Regions from separate parts of the Canis lupus genome. Here region 1 is linked to region 2. A link is a contact called in public Hi-C data. All regions are on one chromosome and are shown on one strand. The core of a region is the stretch at or near the end of the contact, and the rest is flanking DNA. Distances in the headings are between cores, read along the strand shown. Region 1 holds the start of SUN2 (SUN domain-containing protein 2). Region 2 holds the start of RPL3 (ribosomal protein L3).

What was found. A called contact is a pair of places that touch in the nucleus more often than the background predicts.
Region 1: a contact with region 2 is called in a Hi-C map of blood, with 4 times the contacts expected there. The contact joins the promoter of SUN2 here to the promoter of RPL3 in region 2. A contact is called at or near these places in 3 of 9 Hi-C or Micro-C datasets (amygdala and blood).

Annotation. Positions count from the first base shown.
Region 1 is chr10:27,054,415-27,057,114 of UU_Cfam_GSD_1.0, forward strand. It overlaps SUN2 (SUN domain-containing protein 2), which reads left to right and starts at 1,389. Exons shown (of 18, transcript XM_038550544.1): 1 at 1,389-1,584.
Region 2 is chr10:26,699,492-26,702,191 of UU_Cfam_GSD_1.0, forward strand. It overlaps RPL3 (ribosomal protein L3), which reads left to right and starts at 1,257. Exons shown (of 10, transcript NM_001252159.1): 1 at 1,257-1,285; 2 at 2,178-2,370. The coding sequence starts at 1,283. It overlaps LOC102152031 (a long non-coding RNA gene), which reads right to left. Exons shown (of 3, transcript XR_005365576.1): 3 at 373-2,700. It overlaps LOC119873833 (a small nucleolar RNA gene), which reads left to right and starts at 1,732; the gene lies at 1,732-1,795.

The sequences.
Region 1 (2,700 bases), core at 139-2,638, 360 kb after region 2:
GCCCCTGGAAGCTGGCCCTACGTCTGATTTGAGTTCTCATTTCACTCATTCCATGATCAGCAGATATTCAGCCATGAGCCAGGCGCCCTGAGAGGTCCTGGAGAGCCAGCCTGGTCCTCAGGGGGTTTGCCGCCTAACCCTTCAGGATGCTGGAAGTACAGGTGAGGCTCTTCTTTTCAAAAGGGAGGAAGAAGAGGCCCAGGAAGGGAGGGTTATTTTTGTCTGGAGTCAACTTAGCACAAGGGTTTCGTTCTTCCTCACTCTACCCCCAGCACCTTCCTGTCCTGTCTCAGTGATTTTGTAATTTCTTGTGTCTTCCTCTTGGTGCTTTAAGAGCGAAATAACCACAGTTACCCTTAGAACACCTTACACAGGAAATGACTTCTCCCGAGCTGAGCACTTGCTGCATCTGTAAAGTTGGCCTGCGGCAGGGCTGCTGGTGTCAGGCACCATTTGACTCACTATCTGTCCATCGCACAGATCTGAGTGAGGAAGAGGTAACCAGCCCTGCCTTCTCAGTACCAAACGTACCAAACTCTCTCCTTAAAGTGGCGAAAAACGTTTGCAGTGAAACTTGGAGGCCCTGGGGGCAGACGGGGAAGTGACAGGCCCTCCTGCCACGTCTGGAATCCCCAAAATCAACCCTAAAGCGGAAAAATCAGACTCGGCTGTGAAGAGAATCTCCTAATCTCAATTTGCCTCTTTCTAAGCTGCGACTTTAAGCAGATCACTTAACACCTCTATGAACCTGTTTCCTTCTCTCTGAAATGGGCGTAGGAACGCCGGGCTAACCGGACAAAGACGCCGGCGCCAGCAGGCGGTCACGAGCCTTCCCCATCCCCGCCGGGGAGTCCGAGGGCGGACTACTCCCTGCCCCTCCAGCTGGGCCTGAGGCCAGGGGGCTTCGACTCCCCTCGCGCCCCACTTCCCTGGGCCATCGTCAGACGGGCTGTGGCGCCCCAGCCGCCCGCGGCGTTTCAGGCCTCGGGCCCGCGGCTCGCAGTCGGCTCGCGGGGCGCTGGGGCGCCGCGGCCGCAGGGCCACGGGCGGGGCGAGGCGCAGCAGGCAGCGCTCGGAGCCGGATCGGGTGTCCCGAGCCACCAGGCCGAGTCAAGTGCGCAGCCGGCCCGGCCCAGACCCCTCCCGCCGCCGCCGCCGCCGCCCCCGCGCCTCCCACGCGCGGACTCCAGGGAGGCACACCGGGCCCCCCGGGCCCACGCGGCGGGCGGAGCGAACCGGGCCTTTGTGTTCAAACCGCCCAATGGGCGGGGGCGGGGGGCGGTGACGCGGGCGGGGCCCGGCCAATGGGCTGCGGCCTGTCAGCGTTGATTGGCAGGCGCACACATACACACTCGGCCACGCGCGCGCCGGCCGGCCCCACTCGCGCAGCGCGGTTGTGCGCGGGTCGCATTGTCTGCTGCGCCGTCCCGCCCGCTGGCCTCGCCCCGCTCCGCCGCTCCCCGCGCGCCCCGGGCCCCTCGCCGAGCGCGGCTCGCGGGATTCCGACGCGGGAAGGGGGCGCGCCCGGGCGGCGCAGCGGGCCTCGGACGCCCACGGCCCCGCACGGAGCAGCCGCGGCAGCAGGTAACCGCCGGCCGTGGGCCTCTGGCGGGCGGGCGAGCGGGGCAAAGGGTGGTGGGCCGGCCGCGCCCGCCTCTCCGCGGCGCCCGGGCCCAGCCCGACCCCGGGGTCATCGTCGGGCCGCTCCGGCCAGGGCCCAGCTGCCCAGGCCTGGTCCTTCCTCCCCGGGCCAAGCTGGGCCGCGCTCCAGCCCCACCCGGCGCACGCCCCTGGGCCGGTGGGGAAGGGCCAGCGCGGGCCGGGCCGGCCGCCCTGACTCATCCCCGCAGCCCGCCCCCTGGCCGGCCCGCAGGGCGGATGTCTCCAGGCGGGACTTCCCCGGGCACAGCCTCCCGAGAGGAGGGGAGCAGAAGCGGGCTCCCTCCGACCGGCCCAGGGCAGTGCCTGTGTTTTCGTGCCAGGCAGGCGGTTTCCAGGGACAGGCAGTTCTCTGCCTCTGCCTGTCAGACTCTGGGAATAGGAGGAAGGCCCATTTTGTTCCGTTCTTAAAAAAAGAAACCAAACAAATAGGAGGCGGGAGTGTGACTTAGAGCAGAATCGCAGGGAAGGCGCGTGGTTGCTTAAAAAAAAAAAAAAATCAAAAGTCCCATCTCTGCAGGTTCAGTTAGGGAAGATGGAGAAGGGAGTTAGCACCTGCAGCGTTTTACAGGCCCCATGAGGGAAAGTAGTGTGAAAACGCCCCGTGGAAGACGCCCAAGATCTGGGTTAAGTCTGAAGACTGGCTGGGTACTGCCGTAGAAGTTTGTGGAGAGGGTGTGGGGAAAGGTGGAGTTGAGAAACGGAAGTGGTTCACCTCAGAAGTGAGGAGGGATACTTAAAGGGTTTCTGAACTGAGTGTGAGTGTGTTGGTGAGGGTGGAGTCTTCTGATATGCAAAAGATCTGAGCTCCCAGAGGCTCTTGTTTTGTTTTGGAGGATTCAGACTTTGACCGTTCTCATCTTCTGAAACCCAGACTCGGTTGCAAACTGTTTCATGATGCGGGGACTACAGGAGAGACTGGGAGGGTGGAGAAGGGTGCCGACTGCTGACAGTTTCCTACCACGCCCCACCCCCCAGACCCCCACCCCATACACCTCCCTCTGAATATTTATATTCTTGCCAACAGCAGCTTGAGTTGGC
Region 2 (2,700 bases), core at 7-2,506:
AAATGAAATTTTTTTTTTTTTAAAAGAACGATGTGAGCAACGGCCAGGCCCAAGAATCAAATAAAAAGGGGGGATGGAGGTGCAAGGTGATAGATGGGAAAGTTTGTGTGCACGCGTGCTCTCCTACATGAAAAAGGGTGGAGGGGTAGCCAGTTAGGACAGAGCCCAGGTGATCCTGGAGACCCGGGATCGAGTCCCACGTCGGGCTCTCCGCAGGGAGCCTGCTTCTCCCTCTGCCTGTGTCTCTGCCTCTCTCGCTCTCTCTCTCATGAATAAATAATTAAAAAAAAAAAAAAAAAAAGACAGAGCCCAGGGTGGCGGCCTCAGGAGTTAATGCCTCATCCCAAGGAAACGACAGGGAGCCATGCGAAGTAACAAGATGACATTTGATTCTTAAAAAGATTTGGAAAGGCAAGCCTGGAGGTAGGGAGAACGCTTAGGAGCCTCCTGGGCCCCGGGGGTGGGAGAGCGTGGGGGCGGGTGCGCAAGCGACATCTGCGAGGGTCCCTGGGGCTGCAGGGCCAGGCTCCGGGGCTGGGCAGCCGGACCCGTCCCCGCAGGTCCTGAGGTCGTTTAGGCGCCACAGCGACCCCAGAAGCAGGACCACAGCAGCTGGACACCGGGAGCAGCGGCCGAGATGGGGCTCCGGGGGCGCACGTCGGAAATCAGAACGCACTGAAGGCAGGTTGGGTGTCGGGGAAGCAGCTTTGGGCTGGGAGCCAGGAAACCGGGCTTTCGCTCTTTTCTTTCCAACTTTGAGCAGGTGGCAGCGGGGCAACTCGTCCCAGCTCAGCGTGCCCGCCAAACGGCAACACCGCAGATCCGCTGCGTGGGACGGAACCCGGAGAGGCGTGTGCGGGCGCTTCGGCACTGAAACCCGCAGCCGGGTTATCCAATCCTAGAGGTGACTGCATCTCACAGGAAAAAGACGCAGCCGCGTAGCTTCAGCGTAACGGCGTCTTCGACCAAATTTGGCAGCTACCCAAACCCCTACAGTCGTCGCGCTCCAAAGCTCTGCCAGCGTTTCCGCGACGCTTCGCGAAGTTTGAACCCAGCCGCTTGCCGTAGTTTCTAGTCCCCGCCCCCCGTGGACGGCGTCCCGCTCCGAAGCAAACGCTAGGCGAGGACGAGCGAGCGTGGAAATGGCGGCCTGCACCCGCCCCCCGACCCAGCGTCCCCCGCGGGCGCGCGCTCGTACGCCGGAAGGGGCGGGCCCAGGCCGGGCTATATAAATGACTGGTCGCTCGTGGCCCGACCTCTACCGGCTGTACTGGGCGGCACGATGGTACGTATCATGGCGGTTTCCTCCTCGTTGGCGCGGCGGTGGGGCTCAATCCGCGGCGCAGCGCCGCCATCTCACCTCGGCGGGGGCCGGGGGCCTGCTCCAAGAGCGCGGGGCGCTTAGCGCGATCCGCAGTGAGGCCTATTTTCTGAAAACGCGTGAGGCTTGTGGTTGGTTTGGGGCCCGCCAGGCGGCTGGCGAACGCCCGCGGGGCGGGCTCCGGTATGGAGGTCTCGAGTCCCGGATAATACCTGGGGCTCGAGCTCACTGAGTTGGTGCTAGTGTAAGCTGGAGTTCGTAGGTACGTGGGCCGGGAGGACCTTGAGTCGGGGCGCTGGGCTTGTGCCGGCACGTGGGAGGGGAGCCCGGGCTGGGGTTGCCGAGGCCCCGCGCTGACCTGCGTGGGAGGCCGGTACCACCCGTGAGGTGAGGCCTCGAGTCCTAGGAGCCACAGATGATGAACTTTCTGACGGGCGGACAGATCCTCTGTGCTGATTGTCACGTTCTGATTTGGCTCTGTGGTGGCCTTCGTGTCTGGGGCCGGCGGGGAGCCCCTTGGTCCCCGCAGCCCCCTTGTCAGGATCTGGGCTGACTGGATGGCAGAGGCACCTGTGACTTAATGACCTCACCTGGTGTGCTTTTGGCCCATTTAGAGAAGGGGAGGTTCCATCTTAAAGTTACAAAATGAGGTTTTGAGGTAAAGATTCAGTTTAGGCCGCAGGGCCTTGTGCAAGGTGAACCCAGTCCAGCCCGTAAGCACACTTGTTAGCTGGGGCGCAGGGCCTCTGGCGCGGGCTCGGCATTGTGGAGAATCCTTCGCCACTGAGGCAAGCCCGGCATCAGGAGTGAGCTACATAAGAGGGGTTGGGAGTGCTCATGTTATCTTTTCTCCCAGTCCCACAGGAAGTTCTCCGCTCCCAGGCATGGGTCCCTGGGCTTCTTGCCTCGGAAACGCAGCAGCCGCCACCGTGGGAAGGTGAAGAGCTTCCCCAAGGATGACTCTTCCAAGCCTGTCCACCTCACAGCCTTCCTGGGCTACAAGGCCGGCATGACTCACATCGTGCGGGAGGTGGACCGGCCAGGATCCAGTGAGTACAAGCGGGATCCTTCACGCTGGTTGGGGGTGGCCTGGACGGTAGTCCCGAGAGGGCAGACTTGACGGGGTGGGAATCCCCATGGGGTTTGATTAACACTAAAGACTGCGGGTGGCTGGTGTTGCTTTAGGTGGGGGGATGTACTGAAGTCAGCGTTACGAGTAAATTTTTTAACTTTTTGTAAGAGTGCTCAGAGTGAGCAGGGGGAGAGAGAAAGCAGACTCCCCACTGACCAGGGAGCCCAATCCCCGGACCCTGGGATCATGACCTGAGGTAAAGGCAGATGCTTAACCAACTGAGCCACGCAAGTGCCCCAGAGATTTG